Regions from separate parts of the Gossypium hirsutum genome. Here region 2 is linked to region 1. A link is a contact called in public Hi-C data. All regions are on one chromosome and are shown on one strand. The core of a region is the stretch at or near the end of the contact, and the rest is flanking DNA. Distances in the headings are between cores, read along the strand shown.

What was found. Hi-C and Micro-C count contacts between places; a contact is called where the count stands out from the background.
Region 2: a Hi-C map of leaf shows a contact between it and region 1, with 4 times the contacts expected there. The contact joins the enhancer-like site here to the promoter of LOC107891816 in region 1. A contact is called at or near these places in 5 of 34 Hi-C or Micro-C datasets (callus and leaf).

The regions. Positions count from the first base shown.
Region 1 is chrD09:33,299,713-33,305,340 of Gossypium_hirsutum_v2.1, forward strand. It overlaps LOC107891816, which reads right to left and starts at 1,904. Exons shown (of 2, transcript XM_041100361.1): 1 at 1,764-1,904; 2 at 659-1,634. The coding sequence starts at 1,625. The coding sequence ends at 1,086.
Region 2 is chrD09:33,374,288-33,380,089 of Gossypium_hirsutum_v2.1, forward strand. No RefSeq gene overlaps it. Among protein-coding and RNA genes, the nearest start is that of LOC121203599, 8.5 kb to the right of the region's middle. Within about 2 kb of position 4,179, at least 3 of the 9 cell types and tissues checked have an H3K27ac peak or open chromatin away from gene starts, as enhancers often do. A contact at or near this core is called in leaf, where this site is marked.

The DNA of each region.
Region 1 (5,628 bases), core at 654-3,153:
AATAGTTAGCATTTAGACTGGCTAATAAAATTTTACATATCAAGTTATATCAAATTTTAAATAAAATAAAATAAAATAAAAAGATTATATTTTATATTTTATTATAATAGAGAGATCAAAATCAAAATAGAACTCTACAAAGAAACTATCGAAAATTAAAAAAAGAAAAGGAATAATGAAATGTAAAATGTAGTGATGATTTCGAATAGGAAATTTTCTTTCATGAATATGGTAGAACAGAACAGTTTGGTAAATATTTGCTCCACTTTACCCTGTCTCACCTTTAAAATTACTACTTCACCCTTGCATCCTTTTTACCCAACTACCTTGCTCAGTTAAAAGGGCTCGCCTGCATGGGGGATCACCCAAGTGTGCCCATCATGTTGAAGTCCACTGAAGAGCTACTCTCATCACCCTATCGTTGACTCTATCAAGCCACACCAAAATAGAGTACCCCATGACTCTACCATAATAAGACATGTGTCCGGAGGAGTCCACAACAAGCCCCTTTTCTATATAAATCTCATTACTTCTTAGGTCGGACTGAATCAATCCGTTGAATCCAAAATTGATTCGGCATGATAAATAATAATAATAAAACAGATTGATCTGAATTGATAAAAAAATCAATGCAATGTTTTATATTTTTTATAATTTTTCATTTAATTATTGCAATTTAACAATTCAACTAATTGAATCAAAAGCACATTAATTTCACTACTAATCAGAGTTTTGCAGCATTGACCAAAGCTTTGCCCAAATATCACAAGACTTCCTCAAATCTTCAAGGAATGACCTCTAACGGCTCTTCAGACTCACTTGTAAACCACTCCCAGTCTCCTTCGCTAAATCTTGTACTAAAAGGATGAATTGCACCATTGATCACTCAACTATGCACTAGTTTTCATTTCCGTCACGTTGAAAATTCTATCTAATTTTTCCCTCTTCCAGAAAAATCTCACAAAAATGCAGCTCCTAGTTGCAATTTACGACTTTTTTTTCTGTTCCCAAGTTCAATAGTACATGCCCACAACGTATTATGACCGAAAGCTAATAAAAGGAAAAAGGTTACATGATGATCATCATTACTGCTCTAGGAAACCTGTTCTTGTCAAAACTGCATTTCTCACTTTGCTGAGATCTCTGCCTTTAAGTGTCCTTCCCATCCCTTCACAAACCGAGAAAGAAGAAACTCGAGTCCTTGCAAGCTTCCTAGCAAGCCATTCATGTGGAGGGACCATATCTCCATCCTCATACACCATACCATCATCATCATCATCACCATCATCATCACCTGTATTAACCCATGACTCGTTTCTTGATGGTTCCATGTTTGCATGCTTCCCATATATCTTGGACCAATCGGGGATGTTCAACGGAGCCGATGATTGCCGAGTCACCTCGGTTTCATGCCTTGCTGCTGATGATGAGTTGCTTCCTCTTCGGATCGTTCTCGGTGCGCTTGGAAGCCGCCATGCAGATGAAGAACTCGAGGAGGGTTCCCTAGGTTTGCTCGAGGTGGGACTTGATGAATCTTCTTTTTCATAAGACCAAACTTCTTCTTCATCAAAATCTCCATCGTTGATTGAATTCCTACTGCGACCACTACCATGCCAATCTGCCATGACTTTGATCTAAGAAAAAAAAAAGAATACAAGGAGTACATCTAGTTCATATGCTTTTTGTCATCCCCATATATACATATATATATATATAGTGATGACATGAATGCTGCTGCATGATGATACTATAAATAAGCTCACCTCCAAACGGATTAATGTGTGAAGGCGGATTTGTATTTGGCAGTTGGCACCCACAGAAAAGAGGGTAGGGGTAAAGGTAGAAGTAGAGGAGGGGGCATTGAGCAAATCTAGGAAGGAAGCAAGTCTTTTCAGATCACAGCATATTTACCAGCTAATGCTATATAGTAGAAACCTACTTCTGTTATTCAGAGTCGACAGATTTCTTCATATGGGGCTTTATTGCTTTATAGTAGTTTTATTATAAGAATTGAGGCTGCATTGATGAGATTTATTTATATAGAGCTAACAACAACAAGTGTTGTTGGTGTAGTGGTATCGGAGGGATTTCAAAGGATTAACTTGGGTAAAAACTAACAGAAAAGACACTTTCATGAAGATTTTTTTTACATGAAATTAATTCCTTATTTAATTTTACAAATAGAATTATAATACTTAAAAAAATCAAATTAAATGGATGCTATGTCATATTATAATATTATAAATCATCACAAGTAATAAAATTATTATAATATAAGTGCAACATCTAATTTACTTTAAAAAATACAACATCAATCTTTTTACAAGTTTAATATCACATTATAAAATACAACGGACTATAGATTTTTAAAATCAATGATAGGAATGGTGGAATTAGAGGTGAGTGTTTCAATAGATCAAAATTTGTTCAACCTCATTCCTACATGGTGAATTAAGGGTCTTGAGATGCTTTTTGATACATATATATGATCACAAATTTATCTGGTTCATCATTCGCATTATTTTATCAAAACTTGGTAAGTGGGAGCATATTATCCCCCTTCCAAATTTTAGATTATTAAGAGAAAAATTTACCCCAGAACTTTAGATTTAACCCAAAACTACTATACATATTATTACTTGAATGCTATAGGAGAATTGAGTTTTGATGGATAGAAATAAAGTTACCAAAGCTAACCTTGTTGATAATTACAGTATAGAACAACCTCGTTGCTACCATTGGAAGAAAAAAAAAGATAAAAAGGACTGATAAGATAAGCACATCTTTGGGTATATCTTGTTGGTTTTCCTTCTTAGGAGATAAGTGCAAGTCTCCCATGAATATCTATCTAAAAATCTTAATCACCAATTTTATAATTTCCATTTAGGTGTTGGTCCCTTCAATGTCACCCAATGTTAAGGCAACCTTAGTGGCAAGCAAGGGAAGATAAACCAACCTCTTAATTTTTTTCATTCTTGAAATTACCCCACGATTTTAATTTTTAATTTCTTATCATTGGTATTTTTAATAAGTTCACAAAACAACATGAGTTGACTCGAACCCTATAGCATTTAAGGTATTTATGTAGGAGAATACTACCACTTGGACTATAAACTCTAAAACATGAGTTTGAGTCCAACTTTGCACAATATGCATGATTCGTTTTCTCAGACACTCGATGAGTTAGTAAACTTGTCGTCTTTTCATACACTAAAAACTCTCAACATCATTAAAAGACAAAACAATCCGAAATCTTCAACTGATTGCATAATCAATTTTGACCTTACAATATTCTTTCATCTTATCGAATTATTCTTAGGCTGGTTTTATATCATGCAACTTCAATTTGCAATGTGACAACAGATTGGCTAGTGTCATTGCTCGGGCCATCTTTGTTTGGTACAAGGTAGAAAGTAAAGGAAAAGACTGGTTTTAAAAATATGTGTATTTTATTTAGATAATTAAAATTAATAAAAATAAAAATAAATAAATTTTAACCATCTTTGTTTGGTAAAAGGTGTAAAGAAAAGGAAAAGACTAATTTTAATGAGATTTTCCAATTATAATCATGTCATGAAATATTTACATAAAATATAATTAGAACAAAAATGATATTTTACATCTTTAAAAATATTGTCTTTGTTTTCTCAACTTTCCCCTCAAAGTGGGTAAATAAAAAAATTATATGTTTTCCTTCACAATTATAGTGGGTTCACATTCTTTCGTCTCGTGGTAGGGAGGCCATCAATAGGTGATACCATTAAGATTAAAGTAGATGGTGTGTTTAAGCAATGATACTAGATTGGGAAGTTCCTTGAGAAAGCACATGGCCTTAAAAAACAGTGCGATTTGTTCATGTAAATCGGGTGGGGATTAGTATTGCTCATCCTTTACCCAGTTTGAGACTTGCAATGGTTCTCTTTCCTTTGAGTTATGATTACATTCATAATCTACTACACCAATATAGGCTTTTAGCGGCGGTTTTAGCAGCGTTTAGATGACAAACGCCGCTAAAGTTAGATCATTAGCGGCGCAAAACGAAAAACGCCGCTGAAAATAAGAATTAGCGGCGTTTTCCAGAAAGCGCCGCAAAAACCAAAGCCCAACGACGCCGTTTCCGAGCTTTTGGGGATTTAGCGACGTTTTTAATTAAGCGCCACTAATAATCCTAAGCCAAACGGTGCCGTTTCCGTAGTTTTTGGGATTTAGCAGCGTTTTTGGGGAAGCGTCGCTAAAAACCCTAAGCCAAACGATGTCGTTTTCTCAGCTTTCGTGGAATTAGCGGCACTTTGACAAAAGCGCCGCAAATGTTCAGGGATTTAGCGGCGTTTTTAGAGAAGCGCCGCAAAAAAAAATATGTCCAACGGCACCGTTTTCAGATCTTTCGAGGCCTTAGCGGCGTTTTTAATGAAGCGCCGCTAATGCTTGGGGTGCCCAACGGCACCGTTTTCTTAACTTTCAGTGGATTTAGCGGCGTTTTCTAAGAAAGCGCCGCTAATGCTTTCCTTTAGCGGCGTTGTTCGGAAAGCGCCGCAATAAAACTAAGCCGAACGGTGCCGTTTTCGGAGCTTTTTGGGGATTTAGCGGCGTTTTTGGGAAGCGCCGCTAATGCTCAGGGGTTTAAAATATTTTAAAATATTCGTTAAAAATGGAAAAATTAAAATACTATTATTTAAAATAATTTTAAAATTTTTTGGATACATTACTGATTTTTTTAGATTATATATTAAATAATTTCTTATATAATCGTAAAAGAGATAGTATTAATTTTAAAATATTGAATTAATTATCTCTATAGTATATGGTTTAGAGTTTAAGGAGTAGTCTTGGGTATGGATTTAGGGTTTGGGATTTAAAGTTTAGGGGTTAGGTGTTATGCTTTAGGGGTTAGGGGTTAAAGGATTTAGGGGTTACGGTTAGGGTTTCAACGCATCAAAGTGTTGAGCAAAATCCATCGTTTTATTTTATTAGGTTTTAGGGTTTAAAATTTAAGATTTAATGTCTACGGTTTAGGGTTTAGTGTTTATGGTATACTGTTTATTAATTTGGGTTAAGTGTTTATGTGTTAGAGATTGAGTTTGGGGTTTAAGGTTTGAGTTTAGGGTTTTAGGGTTTAGTTTGGAAATTGAAGAACATTTGGATTTTACTCGGATTCATGCCATTTTGTACTACAGCCATATATATAATATAATAATATAAAATATATGTCTTGTACTACACTAACACTGGCCACACAAATTCCAAAAAATATGGTTTAGGTTTACGGTTTAGGGTTTATGGTTTAGAGTTTAGAGTTTTAGGTTTGGGGTTTAGGATTTATGATTTAAGGTTTATGGTATATTGACGGTCGGATTTTGGGGTTTGGTTGTTGGGTTTAGGGGTTAGATTTTTAGAATATAAATGTAAATAAGATAAATATAAAATATTAATTCAAAAAATATATATATCAAAATGGGTTAAATCCCAAAAGCTACATGAACAACAGTTTAATGTTCAATTGTATACATGAACTTTAGTTTAATCTAAATATTGTAAAATATTAGCACAATTATTGATATAATTAACATCATTTTTCATTTATATATTGCATACATAAATATTTATATTTATTCAATATAAAAATATATT
Region 2 (5,802 bases), core at 2,929-5,428, 77 kb after region 1:
ATAGTGAAATAAATTTTCAAACCAAGTTTTTATGCCCCGAATTAGTAAGATAAGTTAAGTAATGCCTCATACTCGACTCCGGAAATGGTCTCGGGTAAGGGGTGTTACATAGCCTCTCTCTCTCTCTTACTTTTTTGTGGGGTTTTGGAAAAGAGATTTTTTTTTTTTGCAGTATTGTGGTTATGTTGCCTGAAACTTGCGTGTAAAGTACACTTGTTTGGAAATTCTTGTTTTTTGCAGTATTGGGATTTTTTTGCAGTATTGTGGTTTGCCTGAATTCTTATTTAAATTTAAATATATCCCTCAATTATTTTCAATTCATTCTCTAGCATATTTGAATTTAAATAAATTTGGAAAATTTTAAGGCTGTTTATATAAAAAAAATCTCAAACTAAAACACCTACAACAATTGCCTTAAGAATGCCAAAGATTAGGTATAAATGTTATAGATATACTTCTCTATTGAACTTTCAACTCTTTAGATCAAGCTCTCAACTTTCTATATACATATCTCTAACCTGAAATATAAACTCCATTCCAGGGTCTCTTAGTAAGAAATGAAATCACATATATTATATGGGCAGCTACTAGGAGTTGTTGACATTTATTATCCAATGAAGAAAGAGTGGTTGAATCATAGTGAACCTATTCCTTGAAAAAATAGATAGGAGGAATCTAGACGGACCAGCAACTTCCTAGGCCTGGATTTAAATTTTAGTTGCTATATATATAATATAGTACAGTTGTTGACTTGATCTTAGACTGACACCACCTGCTTTTGTTGGAGCCTCAACCCTCTCATCAGAACATCATGTGAAAATAGCGGTTCTTCTTGGAGGGATTGGAATTTTTATAGATGTCCTAATCTTCCTTTTTTGGGTACAAGTGAAAATATAATTGTAGTTCATCATAATGTTTAGTAATATAAAATAATTACAAGTGAAATTTAAACCCAAATCCAAAATTTCACTCAAAATAATTTAAAATTAATTCCTACTTTCTTTAAAATTTTAAAAGATGGAGTAAGCTTCTGATTTATTCAAATCTTGAAATTATTATTAGTAGAAAGAATTTATAAAAAATCACCTCAACTTGAATATGATTAATCTCAATTGTAAAACAATGACGACTATTAATCTAATCCAAACTAAAATAGAAGTGGGGGGAGGCTGGGGCAAATGAGGTTAAAAGATCAGCATTATTATACCTAGATAAAGGCCCAAAAGAGAATGAAATTGCATTAACATGCAGTACTTAATTGAGAGCAGGTTAAACAAATATATGTTGTTCCATTTTCATCATGTTATTATAACTTAGATTCTTAATATGTTGTATATCTTCAATTATTGTCCAACACAATATTTATATTTCTTCAGCAGCACTTCAAGTTTATTAATACCAGTTTGCAATAGTTTTTTCAGACCTCTTTTGTATACACCAATCACTATATTTTACTCCTTGGACAGCATTTTTTCTTTCCTTCTTGTGATTCCTATTTTAATTTATTCCACCCAACCATAGAACAATAATCTTAGATATATTTGAAATATTTTAACTTGATAGAAACAAATTTCTAATATTATCGCATGTATGGATTTTTAATTTTTATTTTTATTGCATCCTAAATGAGATACTTGTAAATTAATATACCAAATCATGTTAATATGCTGTGTAAATAACATTTGAATTGTTAAAGATTGGCAAGTGAAGTTTAAACTTTTATTGAGAGATGACAGCAGACTACTTAGTTAAAGAAGTCTCGAAAAATTTGAACCAATTGATCATCCTTAATGAATCGACCTTCCATAATTGCTTCTGCTCTAATGCTTTCCCCATAGTAATCATGCATTAATAAAAATATGACTAATTAATCAATTGTTTTATGCCATTAGTGTCCCTCCATGAATTCAAAAAGGTCATAAAGTCGCCAATTCCAATTCCCAACTCAAGTAGCTGTCTCAATTCACTTTTACGCCTTCCTGTCAGTTAATATATGACCTTTTAGGCTTAGGTCATCTCTTCTACCACTTGCATTTTGTATTAGCAGTGGAAAAGATTAATTTAAAGTATTCATTTTAAGAGAGGCAAACTATGAAATTATAGCATTTATTCACGTTAGTCCTTAATGCATTTGTTATTATATTGACATTTTTTTATTGTTTTTAAAATAATTTGAATTTGAACTTTAACCTTTTAAAAAAATTAAATTATAGTTTTTATTTTATAAAAATATTGACTAAAATATTAAATTTTTAAACATGACAATTCGCACAATAATCTATGCCTACTTCATGCCTTTTTTCCAAAAATTAATCAACTTTTTATATATTTTTAAAATTTTTTAATTAAATTAAATTAAAGTACTCATTTTAAGTGGGGCACCATTTATTCAAGGTAGTCAAGGTACTTTTGCCCTAACAATTAACAAATTTGTTATTATATTCTTGTACTTCAAAATAATAGGCATAATGAAAACTTTTATTTTTAATATTTACATCTTTTTGTTAAATTGATTTTTATTTTTTAGTTAAATCAGTATTTAGCCTTTTAAAAAGTGTCAAATATGAACTTCAACCTTTTAAAACAAGTTAAATTTTAATTTTTTATTATAAAAATTATTACTAAAATGTTAAATTTGTAAACATGACAGTCCGCACAATAATCCATGTGTACTTCATACTAATTTTTTTTTATTTTATGAACTTTATATATATATTAAAAAATTTAATTTATTTATTGATGCGACATATAAGAAAAATAGTGTCATGTCAGCATAAAGTATACGTAAACTGTCATATGGGTTCCCATGCTAACATCATCAAAAAAATTAATGTTCTAGTCAACATTTTCATTAAAAATAATATATTTAATACATCATATTATATAAACTTTGACAAGTTATTATTTACTAGATTTTATCACACCCATGATGTGGGTGAAAGAAAATATTTTATATTAAAAAAATACTAATAAATGATTATAAGTGGGATGGCAAGGGATTTTTATACGGATTTGTTGATCTTGTGCTCAATTTTCAATTGATGTTTTTTAATTGTTTCATTTGAAGATTATATAAAATTATAAAAATACTTTTATAGTAATATTAATTACTCTTTAAAGTAATGATATTTTAATAATTTCACAACTGAATTAGTATCGAATTAACTCGTGACACCAACTCAATTAATCAATAGATATCACGTAGTGAATTATAGTGTTGTGTGGCAAGTCCATTTCTCATCAATGTAGGGTTTTCATATCAATCATGAATCAATGCACTGTGGCTAAATTTGGTTTGGCCTAATTACAATATATAGTATGATATAAATTGCACAAGTGTGGGTAGGACCAAATCAGCGTCATGTTGTGCTTAAATTCAACTTTGCCATCTTTGAATTTTATTAATGCCTTTTGACTTAAAGTCCATATTTAGTTGCCCATGTCTTCTTTTTGACAGACCCTCTTAATTGGCCTGTTTTTTTATTTCAAAGAATCTGATACACCAAGTTTATGTACTTGCCCACTGTCATTGGCTGAAAGAGATTTTTATTCCCAGAATGGTTAATTTACTTGATGGGTCCCTGTAAATGGCAATAAGATTGAAGCTACTGAGACGTTGTTGCGTTTTAAAAATATTGAATTTTGATTTTCTTTTCCTGCCACTTTAAAATATGATAAGTTAGCATTTTTTAACCTCTTTTCCTTACTTCAAATTAAGTGTATCTTATAATAAAGGGATTAATGATAACATTAAAAATCTATGATTCAATTAATTTTATCTGTGCCATAAAATCAAAGAAAGATATTTATTTAATCAGTAAAAAAAATGGGACGAAATCATTAATATTGTTGTTATAGTTTACAAATGGATGTTTATGTTATGATTTAAATGAAATTATTTGGTACACTGTGAATGGAGTTTTTAGACTTTACAAGTGGGATTAGGGGGATTGAAGGGTATAATAAAATATTTAAAAAAAGAGACACATGTTTATTTTTTAAGGTTGTTTATGGAATAAAAACCCATTATTTATTATTTTTATGAAATTTTTAATATTTTCACTTTTACTACTATTAAATTGATTAAACAGAATATTGAATGCTAACCTAACCAGTTCAACCAGGATGTTGGGTCCCATTTGATTACTTGGCCCATGTAAATCAGCCCAAGCTATCATCGACCCATGAATTGAACCCTTCAATTGAGCCCAATGAATCCAACTCCTTTAATTGAAGAAGTGAACTACATCAATAAACCACGGCTCTTGAACTGGATTCAAGATTCTCACCAAAATTAAACTATATCAGCATGAGGCTAAAATAAAATTTTGAATATAAAAAATAAAGTAAGGAAAACTTACGAATCTATCTCTAAAAAAAAGTAATGATATTAATTATCTAGAATAATTAATAATATTATAGTAATATTACTTTAGAAATTAAAATATAAAAATTAAATTTTAAATGCGAAGAAGAACATAACCACGTGCCAATAGTATCTGTTAAAGAATTATAATTAGATCATTCCATTGGAAAGGTGGTTTTAAATTGGGTTAATTCAAATTTTAGATTTTGCATCTGATATCTGGTTGAGGTCAGTCAATTTTGAATGCAAGTTATTTAGGGTTAGAGTTCTTTCAGATTTGTTCAATTTGCATTCAAATCATTTAGGTGTTCTAATCTAGTGTTTTAGTCGAGTTATTTTGATACTTGGTTCGGGTCATTTTTAATCATTTACTTGGATCATTCTGAACTTGAATTATTTCTAATTTGAGTTGAATCGATTTTGAATTCATATTAATTAAATCGATCTTTGAATTTCGATGAGATGTCTGATTGATATATATAAAAATGTATAAACATAACATATATCCAATCACGTGGATCTACTAATTATACAAATTATAGGATTATTATATCATTTAATACTCGAGTTTGACTTCAATATTCAATGTGATATCTAGATTTTTGTTGTTTAATTTAGTATTTAAATTTGAATTTGGTTACACAAAATAATATTTTGTGGTAAAGGGTGTTAACTTTTTCATGCTATTCAATGAATATTTGGCATTTGGTCAATGTAATATTTAACTCATGGCAACGATCATGTCATAACATTATAATCATTCAAAAATTATGAAAAATGGTAAACTACGTAGTTAGTCACTCAAAAAAATTTCTTGCAATTTCATCCCTACCATTAGAGAAATTTGTTACTTTAGTCATTCAATCATTAAATCCCAACAACGACTAATTAGATGCCACATCTTGTTCATGTTTTCGTTTTAGTCACAAAAAAATTCTTACAAATTTATCATTCCAGTTAGAGAAACTTCTTATTTTACTTGAACCGATCATTTTTAGTTCAAAATTTCCATTACAATTGAGATTAAAAATTTCCATTTCCATTACTAATTCAAGTTCAGTGGAGATTCATAATCCTATTTTATACACTCAAATCAGAAAACAAAGTGCAAACATTAAGTCACATTTCCACATATCCTAACCTAAATTTTACATAGATTGCAAATAAACAAATAAAATACCGAAACGAAGAACACCAAAACTAAACTCAAAATATTTTTTCCATCATCATTACCCAAATAAATAAGAAATAAAAATCTTAAACTCACGTCATCTATGATGGGAAATTTTTTAGGAAATGAAGAACACCCAAACAAAATTCAGAATTTTTTCGTCACTTTATAATTCAAACAAAGAAGTTGCAAATCAACAAATAAGAATCCTAAACCCTAGATAAAGATTAAAGAACACTCAAACTAAACTTAGAATTTTTTCCAT